Linked DNA regions of Rattus norvegicus: region 1 is linked to region 2. Evidence: chromatin contacts called from public Hi-C data. All regions are on one chromosome and are shown on one strand. The core of a region is the stretch at or near the end of the contact, and the rest is flanking DNA. Distances in the headings are between cores, read along the strand shown. Region 1 holds the start of Luc7l3-ps2 (LUC7-like 3 pre-mRNA splicing factor, pseudogene 2). Region 2 overlaps Mob3b (MOB kinase activator 3B).

The links. A called contact is a pair of places that touch in the nucleus more often than the background predicts.
Region 1: a contact with region 2 is called in a Hi-C map of liver, with 2.4 times the contacts expected there. The contact joins the promoter of Luc7l3-ps2 here to the enhancer-like site in region 2. A contact is called at or near these places in 3 of 12 Hi-C or Micro-C datasets (the A7r5 cell line, Schwann cells and liver).

What each region holds. Positions count from the first base shown.
Region 1 is chr5:54,448,371-54,451,070 of GRCr8, reverse strand. Luc7l3-ps2 (LUC7-like 3 pre-mRNA splicing factor, pseudogene 2) reads right to left here and starts at 1,366. Exons shown (of 1, transcript XM_063288524.1): 1 at 1-1,366. The coding sequence starts at 1,222. All of the region lies in intron 2 of Mob3b (MOB kinase activator 3B), which reads left to right.
Region 2 is chr5:54,345,453-54,348,202 of GRCr8, reverse strand. The region is part of intron 3 of Mob3b (MOB kinase activator 3B); the gene reads left to right. Among named protein-coding and RNA genes, the nearest start is that of Cga, 63 kb to the right of the region's middle. Within about 2 kb of position 1,287, at least 5 of the 93 cell types and tissues checked have an H3K27ac peak or open chromatin away from gene starts, as enhancers often do. A contact at or near this core is called in liver, where this site is marked.

The sequences.
Region 1 (2,700 bases), core at 117-2,616, 100 kb before region 2:
TCGATTCAGGGTTTGTGTCTTCACTTTGTTTTTCTCGACTACTGGACTTCACACTACTCTTTTTATCATCGGATCCCTTCTTTTCTTTCTCCTTGGACTTTCTATCTTGTTCTCTGTCCCGACTTTTGCTCCTGTGTTTATAGGACTTTCGATCTCAGCTTTTTGACCGTCTTCGATCTCGACTGCGAGATCTATGTTTTCTTTCTGATCTGTCATGGCTTCTGCTTCTTCGTCGATCTCTACTTCTGCTTCGGCTTCTGTCTCTACTCCGTGATCTTTTGTGGTCCCGAGACCTGCTGCATCTCCGGTCAGAAGTTCGGCTTGAGTGTCTACTCCATGAACAACTTCTCTTTCTCCTTTTTCTGTCACGAGCTCTTTCTTTTTCTCTTTCTTCCTCTTCTCTTCGTCTTTTTCTTTCCCGTTCTTCCCTTTCTCTCTCCCGCTCTTTTTCTCTTTCCTCTCTTTCTTGCTTCTCTTCTTTGAGACGTTCATCCCGATCGGGTTCCTCTGTTCTTTTTCTTAACTTTTCTTTTAATTCTTCCACAGTGGCTTTAATTTTGGCATAGCCCATGTGTTGCTTCCCCATCAAATGGTCATCTACCCGGGACTGGGCATCTCCTACTATCAAAAAGGCTCCGTACACTTCACAGACTTCCATCTGTTTTTCTTGGGCAGCAAAACTTCCTATAGTCGAGGTTGTAGATCTTAGCAATTCTCTCTCTTCCTTTAACTGTTCAACCAATTTCATCATTCCCTGGGCTTCTTCTACCTTTCCTTCAGATCCTAACTCTTCAATCTGCTGTAGAAGCACATCAATTTTGTCTGTCAGAACCTGAATTTTTTCTTCATTTTTGCCTGTTGGACCAGCAGCCCCAGAAGACTGCTGATTTTGAGATAATGCCAAACGAGCATGACCTCACCCAATTCTACGCTCGACCTCGGCAAGTAAACTCTGTAAGTATCGCAAAAAATCTCTCTCATAGCCAACTTTCATAAAACAAGAACTCTTCTCATACTGTTTTCTTAGATTTTCATCATGAATTTTTTCACATGGACCAAGGTCAGAACAGATATTTGTGAACAATTCCTCAGGACAAAAACCACAGAGATAATATTTACAAACGCTCTCGTGGTCCCACCGCACGTTGCTGCGCTTCTCATCCGGGGCCAGGTTTCGGTCCCGGCCCATTAACTCATCCAACAACTGCGCGGCCGAAATCATGGTGCTTCCTCTGGGCGGCTGCTCACACCAGCCCTAGCACCCACCAACGAAAACCACCAGCCACTCGGCCGCCGAACTAACCCCTCGGCCCACTCTCAAGCCGAAAAGCCTCTTCCAAAGAGGAGCCGATAAGACAAAAATTATCTTCTGTTTCTTTAGCTGAAATTTTTGTGTCCTTGGGAATGAAATCTCTCACTAGCTCGGATAACTTCCATTCTACTCTCTCCTTAGCTTTTTAGATTCCACTTGTGAGATAATCTGCCTTTTTGTGCTCAGCTCAGTTCATACAGGATTCATGCATTTCAGATTGAGAGAAAGAGGGGGGGGGGGCCTTGATTGATTCCATGTGTAGGCCAGGTTGACCTGGAATTCCAAGTTGACCTGGATTGCAGGCCAGTCCCACTTCAGCCTTCCAAGTGATTTGACAACAACAAACAATAACGAATGTGTATTATCACACCTAGTTAAGATTGTCTTTTAAGACTTGTTTTGACTTATATGTATGTGTGTGAGACTGCATGAGTTTATGTGCACATGCGTGTAGGAGTCCACAGAGACCAGAAGAAAATGTCATATGCTGGAGCTGGAGTTTCGATTGGTTTTGAGCTGCCATGTGGATGCTGGATAACAGAATCCCAGGCCTCTACAAGAGCAATAAGGGCTCTGAACCACTGACATATCTCTCCAGTCCCAATTTCCTTCTTTTTAAAGACTGGGAAATATTCTATTGTGTACATATGTCACGTTTTCATTATTCAAGCATCTGCTTGGATATTTATTGATTAAATATGCACATACTATATCTGTCTTGCTTTTTTTTTTTCGTTGCCTGTTAGTAGCTTGCAAATCTTCTATTGAGAAATGCCCACTATGTTGCATAGTTTGATGTCAACTAGACACGAACTAGAGTCATCTGAGAGGAGGGTATATCAACTCAGCTATTGCCTCAAATAGATCAGCTGTTGACAAGCCTGCCGAGCATTTTATTAATTAGTGATTGATGTGGGAGGGAAGGACCAATTTTAGGTGGTACCACCTCTCAGCTGGTGGTCCTGAGTTCTATAAGAAAACAGGCTGAGCAAGTCAGTAAACATCATTTCTCTATGGTCTCTACTTCAGCTAGGGCCTCCAGGTTCCTCCCCAATTTAAGTCCTTTCATAATGAACAAGAATGTGGAAGGGTATGTCAGATAAACCCTTTCCTCCCTAAGTTTCTTTGGTCTTGGTATTTGATCACACCAATAGTAACCCTAGCTAGAGCAGAGGTTGGTACAAGGATAGTGGGGTATTTCTGGAACAGACATGATCATCTTGTCTTGGGGAGGATTGTGGAAGGACTTTGGAACTTTGGGCTAGAAAAGCCATTGAGTGTTAAGAGCTTAGTGGATTATCTTGTAGGAACTTGGAAGAAAAGAATGCTGAGAGAAGTGCAAAAGACAGAAGGCTGGCTTGGGAAGTTTCAGAGGGAAGCAAAGATTG
Region 2 (2,750 bases), core at 38-2,537:
CAGTGAGGAAAAGTGTGATGTGAGAAAAATCTCTTTAAATGGTTTGATGGCGCCACCAAGTGGCAAAGAAGTAGAATACAGCCTTGGAGCGCCCCCCCCCCCGCCGTGTGTGTGTGTGTGTGTGTGTGTGTGTGTGTGTGTGTGTGTGTGTGTGTGTGTGTGTGTTAAATTCTCTCATCCTTACCTCAGTTTTCCCTTCCTCCTCTCCTCCCAACCCCCACCCCCACCCTCCAGCCTCCCCTCTCCCTTCAGAAAAGGCAGGCCTCCCAGCGATATCAGGGAAACATGGCATATCAGCGCAATAAGACCAGACACATCCCCTCATTCAGGCTGGATGGGGAACCCAGTCAGAGGAAAAGAGGGCCTGTGCCTGGCATGCGTGTGGACGTCAGAGGACAACTTGAGCGAGTCAGTTCTCTCCTCCACTAATGTGAGTCCTGACCACAACGTTTTTCAGGGGTGGCAGCACTCTAACCTGTGAGCCGTCTTACCAGGCCATACCTATACATTTTCAAAGGTTAGATCCAAGAACAGTGACCTTCAGTTTGTGGGCTGTCATTAAAAACATGTTTCCTTGTAGGAATTAAAGATGCATCTCAGAAACAGTTTTTCTTCTGCCTGTTGGGGCTCATACCGTGGTGCAGAAAGCCCCACTACTAACTCCTCACAGCCTAACTCAGGCACTTTGGATGTGTTCTCTCTCTCTCTCTCTCTCTCTCTCTCTCTCTCTCTCTCTCTCTCTCCCCCCCCACTCTTCAAAAAAAAAAAAAAACAAACAAAAAAACACTCTTCTGTGTTAAGCTTAACTGTCCTAACGCTTTTCTCTGTGTCAACTAATAACTCAAATTGATATCAGCCTAGCTGAATCAAGCAGTTTTGAAAACTCAGGAATTACCTGCAACCATTTATAATTAATATATAAGTCAATGCATTCCCAAGTTATCACTCAAGAGCCTATCTATTCCTGATTCAGAGGTTTTCAGCTACAGCCCATGCCATGTGGAAAGCCCTGGTCTTCACAGTCACATGGGCTTGCTTGGATCCCACACCTGCCCCTCTCCGTGTGGCTTTAGTGAGTCACCCTTCTTTTTCCAACCTCCCCCATTTCCGGTACGGTTCCGTACAGTTCCGGTACAGTTCTGGTACGGTTCCGGTACAGTTCTGGTACAGTTCCGTATGGTTCCGGTACAGTTCCGGTACGGTTCGGTACAGTTCCGGTACAGTTCCTATACAGTTCCGGTACAGTGCACATTCATCTCTCAGGGCTGCAGCCAGGGGTTGCGGGCCGCTCCTGCAGAGCAGCACGTAAGAGCAGGGGAGACCTCGGCCTCTTACAACCTCTCTCTGCTCAGGCTGTCGTTCACCTCATAGAAACCAGTTTAGCTCCGAGACTAGACTCTTGCCGGACAGTTGTGGTTCCCTCTCAGAGTTCTATGTACACAATGACACAGCTGCCCAATGCACTGAGCCCTCGGTGGGCTATTATCTAAAGTCCCTTCCTTTCTTTCAGAGCACTGATCCATTGCACATAGTCGATTTAGAGTTAATTATAAACCTGAAGTCCTGTTTAGCCTCTTCCTCTCAAATACACAATCTGTTGTCAAGCATTAACTCAGAATACAAGGACCTTTTAGTTTTTGATCTTCATGTCCTTGCTTCTTTAAACCCCAGGGTAACCTCAGTCGCCACTCCCACCCACCCCCCACCCACCCCCCAGATATTGGGATTACAGTTGTTGTACCACTGTGCTCAGTTCACAGGAACCACTGGAAACTTGAGGTGGGAACAGTAGGTTTCTCTTGTGTTTGCTGTGGTTATTTCCTCTCCTCGCAGAAGGTGCACGGTTCTTTCTGATTTGTCTTTGCTGACCACACCTTGCTACAGTCAAGAGTGTTCTGCTCCTGCATAGCAACATCCCTCTACCTCTACATTTCAGATCCATGTCAGAGTGGATATTAACAGAAAACTCTTCCCAAACCACTTCCTGCCAGCAAGGGGTGACTGATGTCATGTCCATGTTTCTGAAACCACATCTATAGAAAAGGATCAGAGAAGGGAATTAAGATGTGCTAAGTCTATGCATATAGTAATGTATTTAACCTTCCCTTGATCCACTCAGTAACACAGTACATTGTACAGATGACGAGACCGAGAACCCATGTGTTACTTGATTACGCAAACACATATTGACCCTGATTATCAGGCACTGGGGATGCAAGGACAAACAGCCAGCAGAGCCCATAGGATCTTGCCTGGGATGATCCAAAGAGCAGAAATGAAAGGCTTTTCCGTAGGCATAGTGTTACTCTAAGTCTACCCTTCTATTATTCAAATGCTGGTTCCCCAATCCTACTATCTGACATTCTAGACACAGCATTGTAAGGCTTAAGAGTCTCCTGTCTCATGTTTGTGTAAACAAGGATCACTATTTAGTCTCTGCCTTGCCAATGAAATCTGGAAAGGCCAATGGCTAGTCAATAGAAAGAATAGGACAGCACATCAGCCAGCCAGAGGAGGAGGGAGAGAAAGAGAGGATTCAACATGAGGAAGAGTTCCAGAGAGACATCAAGGCAAAATGCACCTGAAGCCCAGACAACTAGACCATTACAAAAATGCCAGTTTCTCAGGCATTTTGGCTGAGGTAGCCAGATTCGATTAGAGGATTAGAATGGACTTATAATACCTAGTTATTGTACTTCAAGGTGAAAATAAATCTCAGTCTCTCTGTGTCATTATTACTAGCTAGGATT